Linked DNA regions of Mus musculus: all the other regions are linked to region 3. Evidence: chromatin contacts called from public Hi-C and promoter capture Hi-C data. All regions are on one chromosome and are shown on one strand. Each heading gives the region's core, a stretch centred on a gene start, on an enhancer-like site or on the middle of the called end of the contact. The rest is flanking DNA. Distances are from core to core; before and after follow the strand shown. Region 1 holds the start of Bcat1 (branched chain aminotransferase 1, cytosolic). Region 2 has its middle 37 kb from the start of Ints13. Region 3 holds the start of Bhlhe41 (basic helix-loop-helix family, member e41).

Region 1 (2,865 bases), core at 54-2,553, 790 kb after region 3:
GCTTCATTTCCTCTTACTGTGGATCAGTGCTCCATCGTATGAACAATAACCCAGGATGTCTACACTCACCACTTAAAGCCCACAGCGCTGCTTGAGTTAAAACCGATCTGGACTACAGTCTTCTGAAGGGAAGAAGTTGTTGCTGTTGTGCTGGGTGCAAAGATAACTCAGTACATTTGTCAGGATAATTCAGCTATTCATTGTTCACCTGGGCAGTTTCATTCCAAGCAGCAGAAAAGAAAAACAAGGGCTGCAGAGATGGCTCAGCAGTTAAGAGCACTGACTGCTCTCTCAGAGGTCCTGAGTTCAATTCCCAGCAACCACACGGTGGCTCACAACCATCTATGATGGGATCTGATGTCCTCTTCTGGTGCATCTGAAGACAGTGATGGTGAACTCACACATAAATAAGTCAGAAAAGAAAAATGAGAAGAAAGAAAACATTTTTAAAAAAATAAATAGGGCTGGCGAAATGGCTCAGTGGTTAAGAGTGCTGACTGCTCTTCCGAAGGTCCCGAGTTCAAATCCCAGCAACCACATGGTGCCTCACAACCATTCGTAACAAAATCTGATGCACTCTTCTGGAATATCTGAGGACAGCTACAGTGTACTTACATATAATAAATAAATCTAAAACAAACAAACAAACAAACAAAGGATACAGGCAAAACATGGTCGGGGAAAAGCCTATTCTCTCCTAGGGAGTTAAGAATGAAAATTTCACAGCAAAGCCTTCTGCTTAGATTTACTAAAAAGAAAGTTTTCAGATTTTCAGAGAGATCCTCTCCTCAACTGAAATCCCATCGGTGGGAGCCTTGCCTGAGGCTTGTGTGGACGCAGGAAGGAAGTTATCAGGTGGTGAGGACCATTTCACATTAAATTACTTCTGTATGTGCACATCAAAGGATGCAAACTAAGAGACGACTACAGAGCGTAGACCACAGACTGAGAGTGAGAGTTCCATCCAGGGCTCAGATGGTGGAAGGAGAGAACCGGCTCCTGCCAGTTGGCCCTTATCCACCACTGTCCCTGTCCATCTAGCCACCCGCTCCTATTCAAAATCTATTATATTTATTTAAATGTTATAAAAATTAGAGAGAAAAGGAGTTGGTAAGAGTGGTTGTATTTGAGAGTTGTCTGTGGGGTGTGGAGCGTGAGAGCGAGACGGAAAAACCCAAACTCTTCTTTATTATCCAAAATATACCTTAAAACTTCCCAGTTCTGAGACTAGATCCTAGTACAGCGTATGATTGGGGGAGGGACTGGGGAGGTAGCAAATGAATCAAAGACGCTTTCAGATTTGTCCTCCTCTGCTACCTCCCCTCCTGCGATACAAATCACTGGAGGGGATCAGTGTCTCCACCCTGGAGTGAGCCAGAGGTCGGACTGTAGCTCGCGGCTGAGCCAGTCGCTGCTGATGCAATCCGCAGCGGAGCGCGCCCAGCTCTCCATCTTCCGCGCTTGCCGACCGACCCTGAGCGCCACGTGTCACTGCACAGCCGCCTCCTCCAGAGGAGACTCACATTTGCACCCAGGAGCCGGAGCCACGACCCAAGCCACGAGAAATGAAGGTAAGCGTATTGCTGAAGTTCATGCTGGAATGCAGCTACTCACCCACCCGGAATATCTCGGACACTGGGTGGAGAGAGGAGGATGGAAGGACCAACTTGCTTTGTCCCCCGTCCTGGGCTACTAAGCGTGGGGATCTGGCCTCGTATCCACCCGCAGATGCTCCCGCTCCGGTTCTTGTCCTGGTTCTGTAAATGCGGTACCCAGATTTAGAGGATGCCACAGCGCCTCTCCTACATGCTCCCTAGGCGGGAAGAAGGACCGTATCGTTGCGTTTGAGCTGCCCAGAGATAGGGTTTGGCGAGGATGCTCGGACGCTCTTCTGGGTAGTTGTAATAGAAGGGGGAGGAGGACCCTCTTATCTGCCGAAAGCAGATCGCTTGTCTTTTAAGGTCCAGGTTCCAAGTGGAAGCTTCCGAGTTACGGACCACTCGAGCTTCAGGACCAGAGAGTGCAGGCGGTGAACTCTAATTATCATCTGAGATAGCTAGCCCAGAGGCCAGCCTGAGGCGTTTTAAGATATTTTCCAGAGCCAGAGCTCTGGCTGTCTGAAAAACTGCCAGATCTGAAAAGTTTCCTTTCCGAAGGGAAATGATGCTCTGTCGGCTGTGCAGTCACCTAGTCTCCCGCAAGGAATATTCGAGTAATAAAACGTGGGTTTCGGGGAGCTACAGAGCGGAGCCACGTTTCAGTTTCTGAGGAGGCGGAGGAAGTTAGACACTCAGACTGCTCAAGCCTAGCTGGAGGGAATCCACACGTCACGTCTCCATCCCCACTGTGCCGCCCTCGCTCCTAGCCCTGACAGATAGATAGATAGATAGATACCCTTTCTCTTTTTCTCTCTCTTTTTCTCTTTTCCTTTTTCTCGTTTTCTCATTTTCTCGTTTTCTAATTTTCTCGTTTTCTCTTCTCATCTCTCTCTCCTCTCCTTGCCTCCCCTCTCTTCTCTCCTTTTCTTTACATTCTTTACCTTATCTCACTAAATCATATGCCTTTATAATTTTATCCACATGCATTTAATGTATTCACTATCTCTCTTAATCATTTGTTCATTCTGTATATATCTACCTTAAAATATAAGTTCCTAGACTCCATAGATGGGCAGTCTGTGTATAGGGAAAAGCTGGAAGCCACAAGCCAGCTGAGCAAGGGGTTTAAATTCCCCAGCTGTGGTCCCCTTGGCAAGGCTCAAATCTGTATAACTAATGAAGGGGGCTAAGCCAAGATGGCTACTTACTGCCTTGTTGGGAGAGAGTGGTGCAGGGGTGAGTGGTGTGTTTCATCTTAATTTGCTTT
Region 2 (3,024 bases), core at 195-2,694, 680 kb before region 3:
TCCATCCATCCCTCACATCGCTGTAGAATCCTCCCTTCCTTCTGCCCTTGCCTTTGCTTGGCCTTCCCTGTTCTATATCTCCCACCCAGCCCAACATGAGTTCACTCACATGCAAGTGCTGCTCATTGGCCCTCTGTCACCACCTGCACTGCCTTCAGTATTGTCCCCAGTCATGGCTGAGTCCCCAGGAGCTGCTAGTATGATGGCTCCCACAGACCCTTAGTTACTATGGAGCTGTGCTCTAATGCCAAGCCCCAAGTCACATGAAAAATAACAACTGCCCAAGGTTTTCCTAGTCAAGGGAAGTAGGGAAGTAAAAAAAAAAAATACTCAGTTTTTATGCATTCTCCCAGGACTGCCATTCCATTTTTTTTTTCCCTTTCAAGACAGGGTCTCACTTTGTAGCACAGGCTGACCTCAAATTCTTGTCTTCCTAACTTTCCCTCCTGAGTGTGGGGATTTCACTTGCAAGGTTTTCAGATATAGTCATTATGAAAAAGACTTTGAGGATTTTTAGACCATGGGATCTGCTCACATCTCCAGCCTTGTTTTCATGTCACTTCCCAACCGTCCTTGTGGATCAGCAGGAGGAGGCTGCAGTAGCTTCCCAACACACCTTAGGGCCCTCAGTGTTTTATGCTTCTAGGAACCTGACATCTTCAACTTAAACATTCAGTATGCTGGGCTTGGTGACACACATTTGTAATCCCAGCACTGGAGAATCTGAGGCAGGAGATGAGTAGTGTGAATCCAGCCTGGGCTGCATGGTGAAACCCTGACTTTAAATAAATAAACATATATATAAAGTTAACTCAGCTTTTGCCAACACTACCTTCTTCTCAGATAGTGTTAAAACTGTGAATTAGGCCTCCAGAGCATGTTAATGGTACTGTGTTACACCTCCTATTTTGTATTCTTGTGTATCTTACTGATGTATTAACTGTCCACTCTGTCAGAGGCTTCTTCATACTAACTCCTGGACCAGAAACACAGTAAGCAGAACACACATTCTTATGAAAGAGACACTAAATAGAGAAATACAGAAAGAAAAAAAGGCCCCTGCAGTAATATATGTGGAAGTACTTTATAAATTGTGGGCTGCTGTTTGGGGCAATTGGCTGGCTCTGTAGTTTCATGACTACATTGAGATTGTTTCATAAGTTAAAGGTAGCTTTCTAGAGGACCTCTTCATCAGAATTTTAGACTGAGAGAAAACAGCAAATGACAGTTATCTCTGTATTTAAAAGTTACCTGAAGAAAGACTGGGAAGATGCAGTATCATGAGAACCTGGGTACGAGCCCCAGCAGCCATGTAAAAGCCAGGTGTGGCAGTGAGCAGTCCCCATGCTAGTGACCGAGACAGGAGGACCTCAAGGACTCACTGGCCAGCTCATTCAGCTGAAATGCCAATAAACTCTTGGCTCAGTAAGAAATATCTCAAAAAATAACACGAGACCTGGGTGTGGTGGCCATGCTCAGTCATGCAGTTCAAGGACAACCAAGACTACATAGAGAGAGCCTGTCTCAAAAAATAAATGTAAAAATTATGTGGACATGAGAGTATGACACCCAAAGCCAGCTTCCAGCATCCTCATACACAAATGCAATTGAGCATACCTGTGCATATATGCACATATGGAAGTAGGAGAGGGTCAGTGGAAGAGAGAAGAGAAGAGAATCATTGGGAGGGATTAATGATCATAGTACATCTGTATGAGGGTGTTGGATTCCCTGAAACGTGTTACAGATGGTTGAGAAATACCATATGGATGCTGGGAATTGAACCTAGGTCCTCTGAAAGAGCAGTAAGTGCTTTTAATCACTGAGCCATCTCTCCAGCCAGATCTCTCTCTCCCTCTCCCTCTCCCTCTCCCTCTCCCTCTCCCTCTCCCTCTCCCTCTCCCTCTCCCTCTCCTTCTCCCTCTCCCCCCTCTCTCTCCCTCCTTCCCTCCCTCTGTCCCTCTCTCTCTCTCTGCCTCTCTCTCCCTCTCCCCCATCTCTCTCTGTAGACCAGGCTGGCCTCAAACCCACAGAGATCTGTTCCCTAAGTGCTGGGATTAAAGGTGAGTACCACTACTACCCAGCTCATAATGTTTTAAGTAAATTTACAGTTTTGTATTGGGCATTCATAGCTATCGGGGCACACGTGGTTAGTGGGCCATGGATTGAACATGTCTGCTAGATATTAATGTGGCAGTTTTCCTTCCTTCCTTCCTTCCTTCCTTCCTTCCTTCCTTCCTTCCTTCCTTCCTTCCTCCCTCCCTCCCTCCCTCCCTCCCTCCCTCCCTCCCTCCCTCCCTCCCTTCCTTCCTTCCTTCCTTCCTTCCCTCTTCTCTATCTCTTTCTTTCTCCCTCTCTCTTCTTTCTCTTTCTTTCATGCTGAGGGTTGTCTCATGGATGCTAAGCAATCAGTCTAACCCTGAGCTACTATACAGTTTAGATTCAGTTTAGCTGAAGGAGATAAGAACTTGGTTTATTTTTTGAGACAGGCTTTCTCTGTGTAGCCTTGGCTATCCTGGAACTCCCTCTGTAAAAGAGGCAGGCCTGCCCTGCCTGCTGAGTGCTAGGATTAAAGGTTTACACTACCACTGCCAGATGAGATAAGACGTTTTTTTTTTTAAAGATTTATTTATTTATTATATATAAGTACACTGTAGCTGTCTTCAGACACACCAGAAGAGGGCGTCAGATCTCGTTACGGATGGTTGTGAGCCACCATGTGGTTGCTGGGATTTGAACTCCGGACCTTTGGAAGAGCAGTCGGGTGCTCTTACCCACTGAGCCATCTCACCAGCCCAGATAAGAAGTTTTTACAAACCAAATGGGACTGTGGCTCTAAATAGTTCCCTTAGAATTTCAGGGAGCATTGCCCTTGGAGCATGATCTCTAGCGGTCTACATAGCAAGGTCAGGCCAGTCTACAGAGTAAGACCTTATCTCAAAAACCAAAACAACAACAGCAGCAACAAAACAGCAAAAACAAGCCAAGAGACCTGTCACACTGTCTACTGTGTCCTCCAGATCA
Region 3 (2,899 bases), core at 90-2,589:
TGACCCGCTCCAGCCGCCCTGGCCCGCGACCCAGATCCGTCCCCGGAACCCAAGCGCCGCTGCCCTGGCCCTGCTGCGCTCCAGTGCGCGTGCATTTGGGGCCCAGGTTCCTTCTCGGTTCTCGTGCCGCTGGCGATAGCGAATGTCCGAGAGTGAACGTGATTGTCAATTCTGAGAAATTAGTGTAGGAGCAACCTGGGGTCTCCCTGCCCACGGGGATGGAATTCAGATTCTTATTTAGCTTGAGTTGTGGGGACACTGAGCACCTGGGGACGGCTGTCCCCAGCTGTGTGGACCGAGCTCCCGAGGACACGGGGCGCGCGCACGGCATCCCTGCGCGCTGATGTGGCAGCCGCCGCAGGTCGCATCACGTTGCCGGCCCTGTGCTGGTACCCGCTGGAGACAGGATTAAGGAGGGAGGCCGCGGAGGTGCCAGTAGTAAACGTGGGCTCGCCACACTCTCGGCGTGGCTTATCGCACGAGGGAGACGGGAGGCAGCACAGTGTCTCGCAGGCTGGGGCGGGCAGGACCCGGACTGCGTGGCTTTCCCGCAACAGTCCTTGCGTGCCTCCTGCCCTGTGCCACCCTTCCCCCTCCCTGCTCTCCCCCGGGAGCACCCGAGGCCCCAAACGTCATCTGCCTCTGTGTGATTAGTGTCACCGCAATTCCGGCTGCTGCGGGAAGTTTAGGTGGCCCGGGGACACTGTTGCCAGAACCACTTGGTATGCGACATTCTGAATCAGTGTCTACATTTTCACTGATCTTAAATCCGGGAAGCAAATTGCAAGTCACCCCCTTTTCAGGGTAGGTCTCCAGCCTGACCTAAAGGGTGTCTTTCTACCCGACCCTTCTTTCACCCCTGGCCAGTAAACAATGAGCAAAATCTCCGAATTTTCCTTCCCCGCTCAAGTTTAGCCACCACGAATTCGCGTTCTTTCTCTGGCCCAAACCAACAGCAATTGGTGGGAAAGCCAAAGGCCACGTCCTCGGTTCTGCACCGAGATGCTGGACGAGCCGGGGGAGCCCCTCGTCCCGCCCCGCCCCCGCGCCCTGCAGCGCCTCGGGGAAGACGAACGGCTCGCCGGGTGGCCGCTCCTTCCAGGTGGCCCCAATCAGGTGTCCCCGCCCCCTCCCGGCCCCTCCTCCCCGCCCCCCTCCGGGCTGGACCGCGGATGGTACGTTCCGCACGTGAGCTGGGTGCTGGTCTGGCCGGCGACGCGCGTGCCCTGTGGCCAAACACTGCCCGGAGTGAGAGCAAACTACCAGCGCAGTGCGTGTGTGCGCGCGGGTGTGCGCGCGCGGGTGTGCGAGAGGGCGAGCGAGCGAGCACGGGGCGGAGGGGCGGCCAACTGCTTCACACTTTCAATACTGCACTGAAGAGGGAGAGCGAGACAGCCTGGAGACGCACACATCCCCCCAAAATCTCTCCAGGCGACCGTCCCACAGATTACAGGACAGAAACCTCCAAATCGAAACGGACAGCCATTGAACATGGACGAAGGAATCCCTCATTTGCAAGAGAGACAGTTACTGGAACATAGGGATTTTATAGGGTAAGGTGTACGCACCGTTGCGAATATCTGTCTAGGCGTCGGTTTGGCTTTTTTTTTTTTAATCCCCTGCACAAAGTGATATGGAGCGGGTGAGGGCAGAGCCCCTCCCGGAATGGGGGCCTGATGCTGATTTCTGTTTTTGCAGACTGGACTATTCCTCTTTGTATATGTGTAAACCCAAAAGGAGCTTGAAGCGAGACGATACCAAGGTAAGTCTTAAGTTTCCCATAACCTGCCTGGATAGTTAATTAGGGCCATTGATTTCGCAAGGAAACTCTGCCCGCAAATATATTCCAGCCCTGAGCTTTCCTAACTGTGAATTTTAAGTGGCTTGCTGGATACTCCGGGGGATATTCAACACCGCACCTGAATTTAAATTGCATTTTAGAAGTCTAGAGGAGAGAGTTCTGGGCATTAGTTCATTACATAGTGTGTTTGGGGGTTGGGGTGGGAGGGTTCTATCCAGTAAGTGAATGAATGTTTAGCTCACTGCTGTATCTTTTCTCTGGCTCGTGTATGAAGGATACCTACAAGTTACCGCACAGATTAATAGAAAAGAAGAGACGAGACCGAATTAATGAATGCATTGCTCAGCTGAAAGATTTACTGCCCGAACATCTGAAATTGACAGTAAGATGCACATTTTCATTCTCCTGATGGACTCCGGGGTGTATTTACCTGATAAAATTCCCAGAGATAGGATAATAAATGTAAATATTAAGAGGCCTGCCTTCTAACTTGTGCTGTAACTAAGAGTTTCCCAGAGACTCAGAACAGGGGCTCCGGGCTAATGGCAGAGATCATTGACGACCTGACTGTGGGGAGCTGAGCAGCGCTTCCTTCCCAGTGGTGTGTGTGTGTGTGTGTGTGTGTGTGTGTGCCTGTCTTAAGTTGCTGGGCTGCGTGGAAATAAAAATGCGTGTTTTAAAGTAACCCCTGTCCCCCTTTGTCGCACCACTGCAGACACTGGGGCATTTGGAGAAAGCAGTAGTCTTGGAATTAACTTTAAAGCACTTGAAAGCGCTAACAGCCTTAACTGAGCAGCAGCATCAGAAGATAATTGCTTTACAGAATGGTAAGTGGGTCTGAGGAAGCCAGCCTGCCCTGATACAAAAGGGGGTAACGCTGGGGGCGCAACGCTAGGACTCCCCCGCTGCGTCCTCTCCTGGTGAACGTCGCCTCTTTCCCTTTGGTGGCAAGTACCCAGAGCATCCCAAAGGCTTCCCGCAGAGCTGGAGGAGCCCCGTTTTTATTTAAAGTGGCGGCTGCACCTCTTCAGTTGGGTTTTTCAGCCAGGAAGAGAGCGCCTCACCGCGCCACCCCCTCCTCTCTCGGCAGTCTGCGGA

The links. Promoter capture Hi-C pulls out the DNA fragments that hold promoters and counts their contacts. Hi-C and Micro-C count contacts between places; a contact is called where the count stands out from the background.
Region 1: a contact with region 3 is called in a promoter capture Hi-C map of pre-B cells, with 3 times the contacts expected there. The contact joins the promoter of Bcat1 here to the promoter of Bhlhe41 in region 3. A contact is called at or near these places in 1 of 39 promoter capture datasets (pre-B cells) and 1 of 115 datasets of contacts at active chromatin or transcription factors (large pre-B cells).
Region 2: a Hi-C map of B cells shows a contact between it and region 3, with 8 read pairs. The contact joins the enhancer-like site here to the promoter of Bhlhe41 in region 3. A contact is called at or near these places in 1 of 484 Hi-C or Micro-C datasets (B cells) and 1 of 9 other capture datasets (embryonic stem cells).

Annotation. Positions count from the first base shown.
Region 1 is chr6:145,074,595-145,077,459 of GRCm38.p6, reverse strand. Bcat1 (branched chain aminotransferase 1, cytosolic) reads left to right here and starts at 1,303. Exons shown (of 11, transcript NM_007532.5): 1 at 1,303-1,571. The coding sequence starts at 1,566.
Region 2 is chr6:146,538,956-146,541,979 of GRCm38.p6, reverse strand. No RefSeq gene overlaps it. Among named protein-coding and RNA genes, the nearest start is that of Ints13, 37 kb to the left of the region's middle. Within about 2 kb of position 1,444, at least 3 of the 459 cell types and tissues checked have an H3K27ac peak or open chromatin away from gene starts, as enhancers often do. A contact at or near this core is called in B cells, where this site is marked.
Region 3 is chr6:145,863,860-145,866,758 of GRCm38.p6, reverse strand. Bhlhe41 (basic helix-loop-helix family, member e41) reads left to right here and starts at 1,339. Exons shown (of 5, transcript NM_024469.2): 1 at 1,339-1,553; 2 at 1,699-1,762; 3 at 2,076-2,183; 4 at 2,517-2,628. The coding sequence starts at 1,492.